4 separate regions of the Mus musculus genome follow, and all the other regions are linked to region 4. A link is a contact called in public HiCAR-type, HiChIP or PLAC-seq and promoter capture Hi-C data. All regions are on one chromosome and are shown on one strand. The core of a region is the stretch at or near the end of the contact, and the rest is flanking DNA. Distances in the headings are between cores, read along the strand shown. Region 1 holds the start of Slc35g2 (solute carrier family 35, member G2). Region 2 holds the start of Il20rb (interleukin 20 receptor beta). Region 3 holds the start of Stag1 (stromal antigen 1). Region 4 has its middle 71 kb from the start of Pccb.

What was found. Promoter capture Hi-C pulls out the DNA fragments that hold promoters and counts their contacts. HiCAR-type assays count read pairs that join an accessible place to other places. HiChIP or PLAC-seq counts read pairs in DNA pulled down with a chosen protein or histone mark.
Region 1: an H3K4me3 HiChIP or PLAC-seq map of embryonic stem cells shows a contact between it and region 4, with 14 read pairs. The contact joins the promoter of Slc35g2 here to the enhancer-like site in region 4. A contact is called at or near these places in 5 of 39 promoter capture datasets (the C10 cell line, cranial neural crest, hematopoietic stem and progenitor cells and 2 more), 1 of 484 Hi-C or Micro-C datasets (bone marrow-derived macrophages), 4 of 115 datasets of contacts at active chromatin or transcription factors (embryonic basal ganglia and embryonic stem cells) and 3 of 9 other capture datasets (liver, macrophages and pancreatic islet).
Region 2: a contact with region 4 is called in a promoter capture Hi-C map of embryonic stem cells, with 5 times the contacts expected there. The contact joins the promoter of Il20rb here to the enhancer-like site in region 4. A contact is called at or near these places in 14 of 39 promoter capture datasets (the 3T3-L1 cell line, the C10 cell line, cranial neural crest and 7 more), 3 of 115 datasets of contacts at active chromatin or transcription factors (embryonic stem cells and large pre-B cells) and 3 of 9 other capture datasets (adipose tissue, embryonic stem cells and liver).
Region 3: a HiCAR-type map of embryonic stem cells shows a contact between it and region 4, with 3 times the contacts expected there. The contact joins the promoter of Stag1 here to the enhancer-like site in region 4. A contact is called at or near these places in 2 of 15 datasets of contacts at CTCF or cohesin (the NIH/3T3 cell line and large pre-B cells), 1 of 484 Hi-C or Micro-C datasets (cerebral cortex), 14 of 115 datasets of contacts at active chromatin or transcription factors (the 230-238 cell line, acute myeloid leukemia, bone marrow-derived macrophages and 8 more) and 4 of 9 other capture datasets (adipose tissue, embryonic stem cells, liver and 1 more).

Annotation. Positions count from the first base shown.
Region 1 is chr9:100,569,785-100,572,484 of GRCm38.p6, reverse strand. It overlaps Slc35g2 (solute carrier family 35, member G2), which reads left to right and starts at 1,400. Exons shown (of 2, transcript NM_001101483.1): 1 at 1,400-1,537.
Region 2 is chr9:100,485,098-100,487,859 of GRCm38.p6, reverse strand. Il20rb (interleukin 20 receptor beta) reads left to right here and starts at 1,387. Exons shown (of 7, transcript NM_001033543.3): 1 at 1,387-1,604. The coding sequence starts at 1,532.
Region 3 is chr9:100,642,013-100,644,744 of GRCm38.p6, reverse strand. Stag1 (stromal antigen 1) reads right to left here and starts at 1,297. Exons shown (of 34, transcript NM_009282.4): 1 at 949-1,297.
Region 4 is chr9:100,962,462-100,965,161 of GRCm38.p6, reverse strand. No RefSeq gene overlaps it. Among named protein-coding and RNA genes, the nearest start is that of Pccb, 71 kb to the left of the region's middle. Within about 2 kb of position 1,366, at least 16 of the 459 cell types and tissues checked have an H3K27ac peak or open chromatin away from gene starts, as enhancers often do. A contact at or near this core is called in embryonic basal ganglia and embryonic stem cells, where this site is marked.

The DNA of each region.
Region 1 (2,700 bases), core at 151-2,650, 390 kb after region 4:
CCATGTTCTGCCAGGACTGTTCCTACTCCAACTGGGCTGGTCCTCTCAATCCACCTACCCCATGGGGGCTTCCTCCTCTCTCCTTTTGGTCTTTGCCTCAGACCCCAAGCCAGGGAACCGAAGCCCTGCCAACCTCTCTTCTGCCCAGCTACAGGCTATAGGCATCTTTATTCAACCAATAGTTTCAAATTAAGGAACAAGGTTTGCACAACAAAAGCTGGTATGGTATGTGTGTGCATATGTATGTATGTATGTGTGTGTATTTGTATGTAAATGTGTGTATGTGTGTGTTTGTATTTGTATGCATATGTGTGTATATGTGTACATATGTGTGTATGTGTTTCCCGTGTGTCTCATATACTCACACCATCCATAAGCTAGAAGACAGTTGACTTCATCCATTAAGGTGTGTGTTTGTGTATGTGCTTGTGAGTATGTGTGTATATGTGTGTTTGTGTGTGTGCGTGTGAGTATGTGTATATGTGTGTGTATGTTTGTGTTTGTATATGTATGTGATATGTAAAAGAACCCTCTGGGAGCCATCCAGGATTGAAGGAGGAGGACAGCTAGTGGTCAGGTGTGCAAACACAAAACTCTACCAGAGGATTTGGGTTCTGACTTTGAGATGAAGACGTGGATAACAGTAACTCTGTTTCCCATGTGTCTCTCACTTGCCCACACTATCCAAAAGCTAGAAGACACTTGGCTTCATCCATCAAGGTGAGTCCTGAGTCAGAGCAGGACAGAAAGGGATCTAAACAGACTATGAAAAATCTGGCAGAAGACACTTGTCTTTCCATAGTTAGCACCATAATTCAGGCCTGATTGTTTCTTACCTAATCTACAGTCATGGTCTTCCAGCCTGTCTCCTGGACTCTCATTGCCTTGGTGACTTGGTTTGTTTTTAAGAGTGTGTTCATTTAGCTTTGGGGATTGGGGTATACAAACATTTGCATTGTCAAGACTTCTCCCATCTTGCAAAACCTGGGTAAAACGGTCAGGACTCAGGGATATCCCAAGATTATTCTGTCCCAAGGTTTATCGATACTGTCACCACTTCAAATATCAAGAAATAATTTTTAGTTCTTACAACCAGATAGAAATGAATGGAGAATGCTTCCTCATCTCTTCCCAGAGGACCTAGTCACCCTGGCTGGCAGTCGATTGCTTCTAAGAGCCCCCCCCACCCCCCCCAACCCCGCCTGCCCCCACTCTCCGCCCCAGGGCGTTGGCAGCTTCCATTGCCTGGGACGCTCACGCCTCTCGGGGAGGGCCAGTCCCCAGGTCTAAGCAAACATCCTGGTGGTCTCCTGCCGTCTTCCACTCCCGCAGCGCCTGCGGTGGGGGGTTGGGGCAGCGGAGAGCGCAGGCGCAGTGCCCGCGTCTGGCGCCCCTCTCCTTGCTGGCCGCCCCTGGCAGTCCAGGCTGCAGTGGTCCCCGCCGAGCGCGCGGCGGCCTCAGCTGGCTAGGGAGGCCAGACCAGGAGCGCGGGAGTCCGCTAGTGCCCCCGGCGCACCGGCCTAGCCGCGACTTCCAGGTAACTGAGCCGGTGGCGGGTGGGCAGCAGCGGGCGGTGCGGGACTCAGCCGTCTGGCCCCGTCGGGAAGAGGGAGCGCACCGAGCCCCACGTCGGTGGCAAGTGACCCGTAGGGCGCCTCGTTTGGGGTAAGGTAGGCTCCCGTCAAGCGCCCCGCCTACTTGATAGACCTCGGTGGAGCGCGCGTCTCTGCAGGACGCCAGAAAAGCCATCCAGTGCCCACTTCTCCCCGTTGCTGTCCTGGAGAACAGGAACAGCGGGGTGATAGTCAGCACCATCCTCGGGCCTGACACAGTTGCTTGTGTGGGCCCAACCCCAGTCGCATGATGAAGGTCAGGGCTTGTCCCTTCTTTGGCCCCGGAGCCCACACAAGCTCGGCGAGTGCTTGTGGCGTCATAGGAGTGATTGCGAATGCAACTTTCGAAAAATTACTGGGTGGTTTTAGGAGTCTGACAAAGATTTTGGATTTGCCATCACTTTCCTGTCTTGTGTCTTTTGAGTCTTGAACTCCAGATTAGATGGGTTGAGATTTTCCTGTTTCTTGACTCGATAGGGAGGAAGGACCAGAGTGTGGAGGTGGAGGCTCTGGCAAGTCAGTTTCATCTCATCTATCCACGTAGAACAAAATGCGGATTTTCTTGACGGAATTGGTTCTAGGTTTAGAATTTTACGCAGTGTGTGACCGTTTAGCTCATGGGGGAAGACGGGTCGCGGGAACTGGCAGGAAGAACACTCACTCTTCCTGGGGCAGCTGGGGGCGCTGCGCAGATCCACGTCACTACCCAGGCTGTCACCAGGCTCTGGTAGGAGCAGGAGCAACTTCCCGTCCCGAGGATTGAGGAGCTCCTAGACAGTCTCACACCAGGCCGGGAGGGTGAGGGGGCAGGCGCGGAGTGGGCCAAGTCTGCGGGCTCTTTTCGGGAAATGGCTTTGAGCAGAGTTGACTGTGTCCGTGGTGCTGAAGCTCCTCGTGCCCAGGTCTACGACTTCCTGGGCCTATGCCAGCCATATTTTCCTATTTTGCACCTTTGCCAAAAAATAACTCATGGCCAAAGCAAGCGGCCAGGCCGGAGCCGGCTAGACACTGAAACTCTTCACAGATGGGTTGAGCGTGGTCTCCTGAGGGAAACACTGCAGGGAAATGTGGTTCAACTTGGAAGAAG
Region 2 (2,762 bases), core at 138-2,637, 480 kb after region 4:
CTCCTTAGTTCCGTACCCTGTGCCAATCTTCTCAGGAAACCTTCTACAGTCCCATAGAGTACACTGAGTATTTCTACTCCAGTATCCCCAGTGATCCCTTCACTGTATTCAATATTACCCCATGGTTATTTATGCCATGGTTATCTTTATCAGTTGGGAAAGGATAAGAACTGTGAATTCTCAGATTTTTGCACATAGTAAACTCCTAGTGAATGTTTGTTGAATGAATCAGTGGCTGTCCCAAAATTATCTTGCAAGTAAGTTACAAAACTGGAACCAAAAAACATTCTATTAAAAAAAAGAATCAATGTTTATTCTCAAACTGGTGTTCGTTTTACTGTTATAATTTGCACATTGGGGTTTCTAAAGTCCTCAAGGAATTGAAATTTAAGGGGCCAATTTCTATTGCAGGATTTCCCTTCAAAGTTTTAAAATTACTTTTAATTTTCCGTAGTACATTCTTAGGATTCAATACTTTTTTGCTTTTTGTTTTGTTTTTTTGAGACAGGGTTTCTCTGTGTAGCCCTGGCTGTCCTGGAACTCATTCTGTAAACCAGGCTGGCCTTGAACTCAGAAATCCGCCTGCCTCTGCTTCCCAACTGCTGGGATTAAAGGCGTGTACCACCACTGCCTGGCTCAGGATTCAATATTTTAAAAAAATATTTGGTAAAGAATCTTGTTCACATTTTTAATGTCCATTTGCGGTTTCTTCTAGTCAAGATGTCAAGTTTATTATGCCCTAGATTTTCTTTTTGCAGATTTGTAAATATAAAACTATTATTCTTTATGTTTTGACTTTTTTATTTTTGGTTTTTCGAGGCAGGCTTTCTCTGTGTAGCCCTAGCTGTCCTGGAACTCACTTTGCCTCTGCCTCACAACTGCTGGGATTAAAGGCGTGTGCCACCACTGCCCGGCTTATGTTTGACTTTGAAAATGGTATTTCTAATGGACGCAACAGGGCTGAGATGTAGCTCAGTGGCAGTGCTTGCGTAGCTTGCACAAAATCCTGTATTCAGCCCCTAGCACTGTAGAACACAGTAGTAATGGTCATCATTTACCTTCCCCGCTTCTCCAGAAGTGTGTATACGCAAACAGCCAATTAGCGCCCAGCTTGAATGAACAGGCAGAGAGCGGCTTGGCAGTGGAAGCTACTTGATGAGTAGGGAAAATAATCCTGGCTGCTCACTGGTAAGACCCAGGGCCTTCACAACAGCCTGGATGCCCAGATGTCTCCCTCAGGCAGATGTCTCAAGTTCCCCAGTTATCTGGAACTCTTACAGGCCACTCCCCTTGATGCAATATCTGGGTTTGGGCAAAAAGGAGGGTGCTGCAAAGCCCGCCCATTTTGAGCATTTGGGCCAGCTCCCCTTTCAGAACTGTTCAAGCTTCATTGCAACTCTGACCTCAGCACCAGCATCTGCTTCCTGAAGGGAGATGGCTAGGATGGACACACAGCCTCCTTCTGGAAGAAAACAGTGTCTCCGGGCAAGCTGAGTTTGCTAGAGACCCTCACACCAAACAGACCAGCACAATGATTTCCCAGGGAGTCTGGACAAGTCCGTTCATGTGGTTTTTCTACAGCATGACCTCAGGTTTTCTCACGGGTAAGAATGAATTTAAATACAACTGATAGTTTGGGCCTTGAATATAGGTTAAGGTGACAAATACTTTCCTGGGTTTGGGGTTGAATTAAAATGTCAATTTTTAAAAAACCTTTTAATCTCCATTTTCGCATCTCAAATGCCTGCATTCTATTTGGAAAATTTCCTCCTAATATCCACAGAACAATCTAGAAAGATGCCATTAATATAGTCTGCAGAGTTCTATGCATTTTGCAATTTCATCTGGTATTTGAAAGGTTAAGGTATAGTTATTGCAGTTATTTTCCATGTGGCACTTAAAATGATTAAAAATTCTGACAAATACAAAAAGACATTTATAAGCTTCATATTGGGCATGAGATTTATAAAAATTAGATTTTTCTTTGGTCATTATAGAAAAAGGTACTTCATACCATTTAAAAATAGATTTGGTTTGGGGCATTTTCTCTCCCAGTAAGATTGCATAATTTTCTGTTCCACTCCTGGTTTCTTGTAATTACCTTCTTTATTGTCCCCAAAGTGCAGCTCCTCCCTTACCTGTTAGTGTTTCTTTAAGTGACACTGCATTTAAGAGAAATTTCTCCAATATACTGGTCACTTTGTGGTGTTGGTGGGAGCCTTGTGTACTAAAGAAACGTTTCCAAGTTTAGCTGACATAGAAATGGATGGCATTTCCAGGCCCCAAACCTTCAGCATTCCGAAGGTTCAGCAAATGCTGCCCACTTGTCTATATATGCGGGGCTCGTCCTGCATTTATTTGAGCTTATGTCTCACTCCTTTCAGAAAACTAATATAGATTGCAGGCCACTTGCTGTCTCCACAGTATATGCATTCTATTACTGCTTGCTTGCCTTGGCCTTCGTTGTTATAATTTTCCCACGGGGGCTGTTGAAATGGTTCGGTTGGTAACTGTACTTTGTTGCCAAGCCTGACAACTGAGTTCAATCCTCAGAACTCAAACGGTGGAAGGAGAGGGCCAGCTTCCTCAAGTTGTCCTCTGACCTCCACAAACTTGTCATGGCAAATAAGCCAGTCTGCCAACCCATGTGTCCTCCTGCTACACCCACCCCACCACGTATCAGTGTCTGTGTCTGTACATGTTTGTGACTTCCTAGTTTAGCCACTGGTCGTATAACATCATTTTCCCATTTGTGAAGTGTT
Region 3 (2,732 bases), core at 48-2,547, 320 kb after region 4:
TCCCAGGACACGACTGTCTGCAATGTGGAAAGAATCAGTAACAATCCTAACGTAGACAGAAGCGGGTGACGTGACAATCCGAAAACCAGAAAATGTTGTGGTCCCTACTACACACAAACAGCACTCGGTTCGGACCCCTCCAAGTCCAGCTCCCAGCACTCGGGTTTCCCAGCTCTTCATCCCGCCCCCCACCTTCAGGGAAGAGGAAAAACAACTTTTATTGGCCTCATCTCCCGGGGGATTGGGAAACTAGCGGGGCAGTGCTCCGGCCTGGACACGTTTCACCCGGAGCTCGGACGGCGGATAGCGGGAAAGCCAGGACTGCGACGTCCCGTCGGCCCAGGTCCTCAGCCCTACCCCACCCCAGCAAAGCAGGGGCCTGGGACAGCAGTCTGGGCTGAGCGACCCCCAGGACCCTCGACAGAAGCGAGCTCCTTGTCATGTGACGCCGCCGCCGCCAAAGCACCGCAGAAACGCAGGGCGGCGGAAGGCGTTCGCGCCAGCCCGCCTAGGCTGGCCCGGGCGCGGGCGAGTCCCGAGAGCCCGGGCGGGGGGGCGGAGGGCGGGCTTGGCGGCGGGCCCGAGCGCGCCACAAAGGCTTCCGCGCTACCGCCGCGGAGCCCGGGCGGGCGGGGGCACCGTTTTCGCGGCCCGCGGGGAGGGGTGGAGGGAAGCGGAGCGCCCGCCGCGCCCACAGCGGGTCCCGGACGCTCGGCCGCCCGCCTGCAGCCGCCGCGCCGCGCCGCGCACAGGCCCGCGCGGCCTCCCTCCCCCGCGCGGGGCCCGCGCCGGCCCGCCCGCCCGCCCGCCGCTCGCCGCTCGCGCTCCCAAGCTCTCGCCCGGCCTCCATCTTGGATCGGCGCTTCCAGCCCCCGCGCCGCTGCCGCCGCCGCCGCCGCATTTCCCCCTTTCCCGCCCCCCGCCGCCGCCGCCGCCGCCCGCGCTCACCTCAGCTGCCCATCCGGGCGCTGTCGGCCGTCGACCTAGTTTCCCCCCAAAAGTCTCCGGTGTGTTATTCCCGAGGTGGGGGGGTGGTTACGGGGTGGTCGCCGGGGGTTCGGGAGCGGGGGCCGCGCCTTCAACGGAGCTGCAATCCTAACCCGCCATCTGGTGGCATTTTCCACACGCCAATGGCGCCGCTGCAGACTCGGGTCCCGACCGCCCTCTGCTGGCCGCGCTGCTCACTGCTCCGCTGACAGGACGGGCCTGCCCGGAAAGGGGAGGGAGCTGAGGCGCGAGCAGGGGCCCTCGGACGGGGCCGCGCGCCATCGCTCGCCTCCGGGGGGCGCGCACGCGCAGCAGCGGCGCGGGAAACGTGGCCTTTTGCGTGGCTGCACCGCCCCCCTCTGCGAGGCTCCTGCTCCGCTCGGCCAATGGCGAGCCGCGGAGACGTCTGGACGAGGGCGCTGTGGACAGCTCCTGGGCCGCCCCAGGCGAGCGGAAGGACGGACTCCGCGGCGCCTGCGCGACCCGCTCGCTGGGTTGCCGCCCGCCATTTTTAGAGCTTCTCCAAGAGCCTGGAAGAAGTCCGCCCCCGGCTCTTCCGCCGAGGCCCCTCCCCGGCGGGGGCCGCGCTCCGCTCCCGCCCTGAGGCTGCCAGCCGCCCACACCCGCCCGTTATCGGGGTGAGCCGTGCCAACGCGCCCCCGAGCCCTGCTCCCTCCCCGGTTAGCGGGAGTCTCCAAGCTAGAATTGAACGCGCGGTTTATTATTATTGATGAGGCGCTTTTTCAGAACGAGGTTGAAAAGGTTTCGAGCACTGGGACGAACCCCCTGCCTGCCGCGGAGCTAAAAGGAAACAGTGACCGCTCCAGGCCGATTGGCGTCGTCCTGCCTCTGTAAAGCAGGTTCTCGCCGAGGTGCAAGCTTTGCATAAGGCGGCAGCATTGGCTAGTTAGTGAGAAAGGAGAAGCTACACGGTGAAGATAGACTCTGCGAGCAATCAGATTCTCCCACAGCCTAGGACTGCTTTCTGTGGTTCTCAAATGGACGTGCGAATAATGGAGCCTAGCCGAAAGGGAAATAGCCAGGCGTAGATCTTGACCCCTTCCTTCCCTGCTGCTCTCTACCTAAGCTGTCCTTGACCAAGGCTCTCCTAACCTTCCGCCTGCTTATTAACTCCGCACTACAAAAGTGAATTCTTGGTCTTGTAGGTCATCAGCCTCATTGCTGACTCAATTTTTTTTTATTGGCAGAGGCAGCTGCATTTTCAATATCTCCTTAGAAACGTTAAACTTGTTTATAGTCTTGAGGGCTGGCTAGCTAGCTAGTACCTCAATTGTCTCTGGAATGTATCCCAAAGGTTGCAAAGTGCGTTCCACATCACTGGAGGAACTTTGGTATGAATTCGTGACAGTCCTTTCAGCAAAGTATCTCGTTTACTAGCCTCTGATTGACTTCCTATTGTGTTCTCTGCAGAGCCTGTTTTTAGCTTGCCTTGTTAAAAGACGGTGCGGGCTCCAAGCCATAGTCATATGTAATTTAATCTATCGAATGTGTGGGACTCTGATAAAGAGCTGATATTCTATCAACATGTTTGTAGTCGTGATCTCAAAAAAATCTCACCTAGTTTAACCATCCCCCATTCCCTTCTCTCCCCAGTCCAGCCCTGCCTGAATGCCATTGCCTTTTTTTTTTCTAGAATAGCTTCAGTATTTTATCTTCTAGGTGCTTTCTGTTTTGTTTTGTTTTTTGTTTTGTTTTTTTTTTTTAGTTTCCATTTATCTTTAAAA
Region 4 (2,700 bases), core at 117-2,616:
GAGGCTCGATAACCTAGGGTAGGGGAATGCTAGGGTGCTGAGGCAGGAGAGTGGGTGAGCAGGTGAGGGAGCACCTTCATAGAGGCAAGGGGAGGAGGGAGGAGATAGGGAGTTTGTGGAAGGGAGATAACATTTGAAATGTAAATAAGTAAAATAACCAAATAAAAAAAGGGAAAAAAAGTAGATGGTAGAAAATTTATGCCTACAGGCCATCCAAACTGTTTTAGAAATACCAAGAGCAGAGTGAACTCAGCATTTTTCGTATGCCTAGATGTAGGGGATCTTCTCATAAAGGGAAATGGGTACAAGAACTCACATTGAAAGGTTATATTATAAATACATGCTCTGTGTTGTTTACAAAGCCTTCGGGGAAGTATTTATGGGAATGTTAAAAGTTATATAATCACATCATTGACTTGACGTCTAGACAGACACAGAACCAAGTTGTTTCTAGTTAAGAACTGGGCAGAGACAGGCCGTCGTACTCTGTGTGGAACACAGGCTTCCCTCCTAACTGTACAGGACTTTACACTCTGCTTTCCACGAGCCCACAGCGGATACAGCTCACCTTAATCTCCCACTTTACTGTAGAAGCCCGTGGCAGGATGAAAAGAGCTCCTGTTCTCATCCCCTCAACAATGGAACTGAGAGCGCTGAGGATTGGAGGAACTGTCTCCTCAGAAATACACTTCAGGGATTGGTCTAGCCAAGCTCAGGAAAGAGGCAGATAAAGCTTTAGAACAGCACAGAGCCTTGTGGATTCCCTTTCTGAAGTCGTCCTGGAGGACAGAAGAAGCCTAAATCTGTGAAGAGCAGAGAAGGAAGGGCTGCGTTCTTAAAGGAGCAATGATGTGCAGTGCCAATAGATAGGTGGTCAGAGATGTGGTTAAACTGCTAAAAGACTGAAATCGGGAGACTTGGCTGACGCTTTTAGCAAGGCCTTTCCTCCAGATTATTTTGAGTCTATTTCCACCTTGCATTTTTTTTTAAGCTTTTTTTTTTTAAACTTTTTTTTTTTTTTGGGTCCACCTTGCATTTTTAAACAGCCCAGACCTGTTCATTATTTCACAGAAGTTACAAAATTACAAATGATATTGACTTCTGAACCCACCTACCGGTAACTAACACAGCAGGAGAACCCTTGGATGTCTGGCTCCCGATGCATCAGAATTCTAGTGCTCATATGAAATTCTAATGCAGAATTCTAATGAGGCTTATATGAAATCAATTGGCTCCAAAAGGAAAGCATTAAGGGCTATAGCAGCTTATGTGATTAACAAGCCTACTTAGGAAAGTTTACATATGAATAAGAAGACAATAAGCACTGGCTCTGACCTGAGACAGCAAAGCTGAACCAACCCCTGGTTTTGTAAACCTGGTTTTGTAAACTTGCTTGTGCCTTCAGAAAAGGGTGACATCTGCTCCTCCTCACACAGCAAGTTCCGCATGCTAAAGATAAAACTCTCTTAACTAGAACCTGCAAATTTCAGCCTCTATTAAACTTGCTTAGCTGGGGTTGGGGGAGGCTCTCTGGGGCAAGGGATAAAGACCATCCTAAAATGGTCACAAGATTATGAGAATGCCTAACCCTTTATAAGCCATGAAACACTTGAACAAGGCTGGGCCTCTCTTAGCAATAGCTAGAGGCTACAGCTGTGCATTAATTAAAGATTTCCCCTTTATCTCCAAGTGGGGACTGTGCTGCCTAGTTTTATGTTAATTTGACACAAGCTAAAGACATTTGCGAAGAGGGAATCTCAATTAAAGAAATGCTTCCATGTGTAGTCAAGCCTTCATTTTCTTAATTGATGATTCAAAGTGGAGGGCCCAGCCCATGATGGGTGGAGCCATGTCTGGGCTGGTGGTTTGGGTTCTAAGAAACCAGGCTGAGCAAGCCAGTAAGCAGCACCCTTAAGCTCGGTATCAGCTCCTGCCACAAGGTTCTTGCCCTGCTGGAGTTCCTGCTCTAACTTCCTTCAATGAACAGTGATGTGGAAGAAGAGTAAGCCAAATAATCCTCTCCCCCCCCTCCCCCCCAAGTTGCACGGTGCTGCATCACAGCAGTAGTAACCCTAAGGCAGAAGGTTGAGGCCCCAGCCTCCACACAATGTAGGTTCTGGAGATCAAGTTCAGGTTGTCAAGTCCGGCAGCAGACATCTTAACCCACTGTGTGATCGTGTTGGCTCTTATTATAAGGCTTGATTTAAATTTTGGTAGATCATGTTTCTAGGAATTTATCCATTTTAGCTTTTCAGAATGTAGGTTTTCCACTATTTTTAAATTTCTTAAAGACAGGATTTTTTTTTTTTTTTCATAGCCCTGGTTATCCTAGAACTCTCTGTAGTTCAGGCTGGCCTCAAACTCAAAAATTCTGCCTGCCTCTGTTTCCTGAGTGCTGGAATTAAAGGTGTGTGCCACCACTGCCCAGCATAAGTGTAGGTTTTCAGAATCTTCCCTAATGATCATCTGGATTTTATTAGTATCTGTTGTAATGTTTTCTATTTCATGTAGTTTTGCTGATTTGAGTCTTGTTTTGGTTAGTATGCCTAAGGGCTGGTCAATTTTATACCTGTAAAACAAATTCATTTAAAAATTTTTCCTGTTCCACTTTTTGTCTCCACTGTTTCTGCCATGATTTTGTCCCACATTTTTTATTATTTTCTTCATTTACATTTCAAATGCTATCTGAAAAGTCCCCTA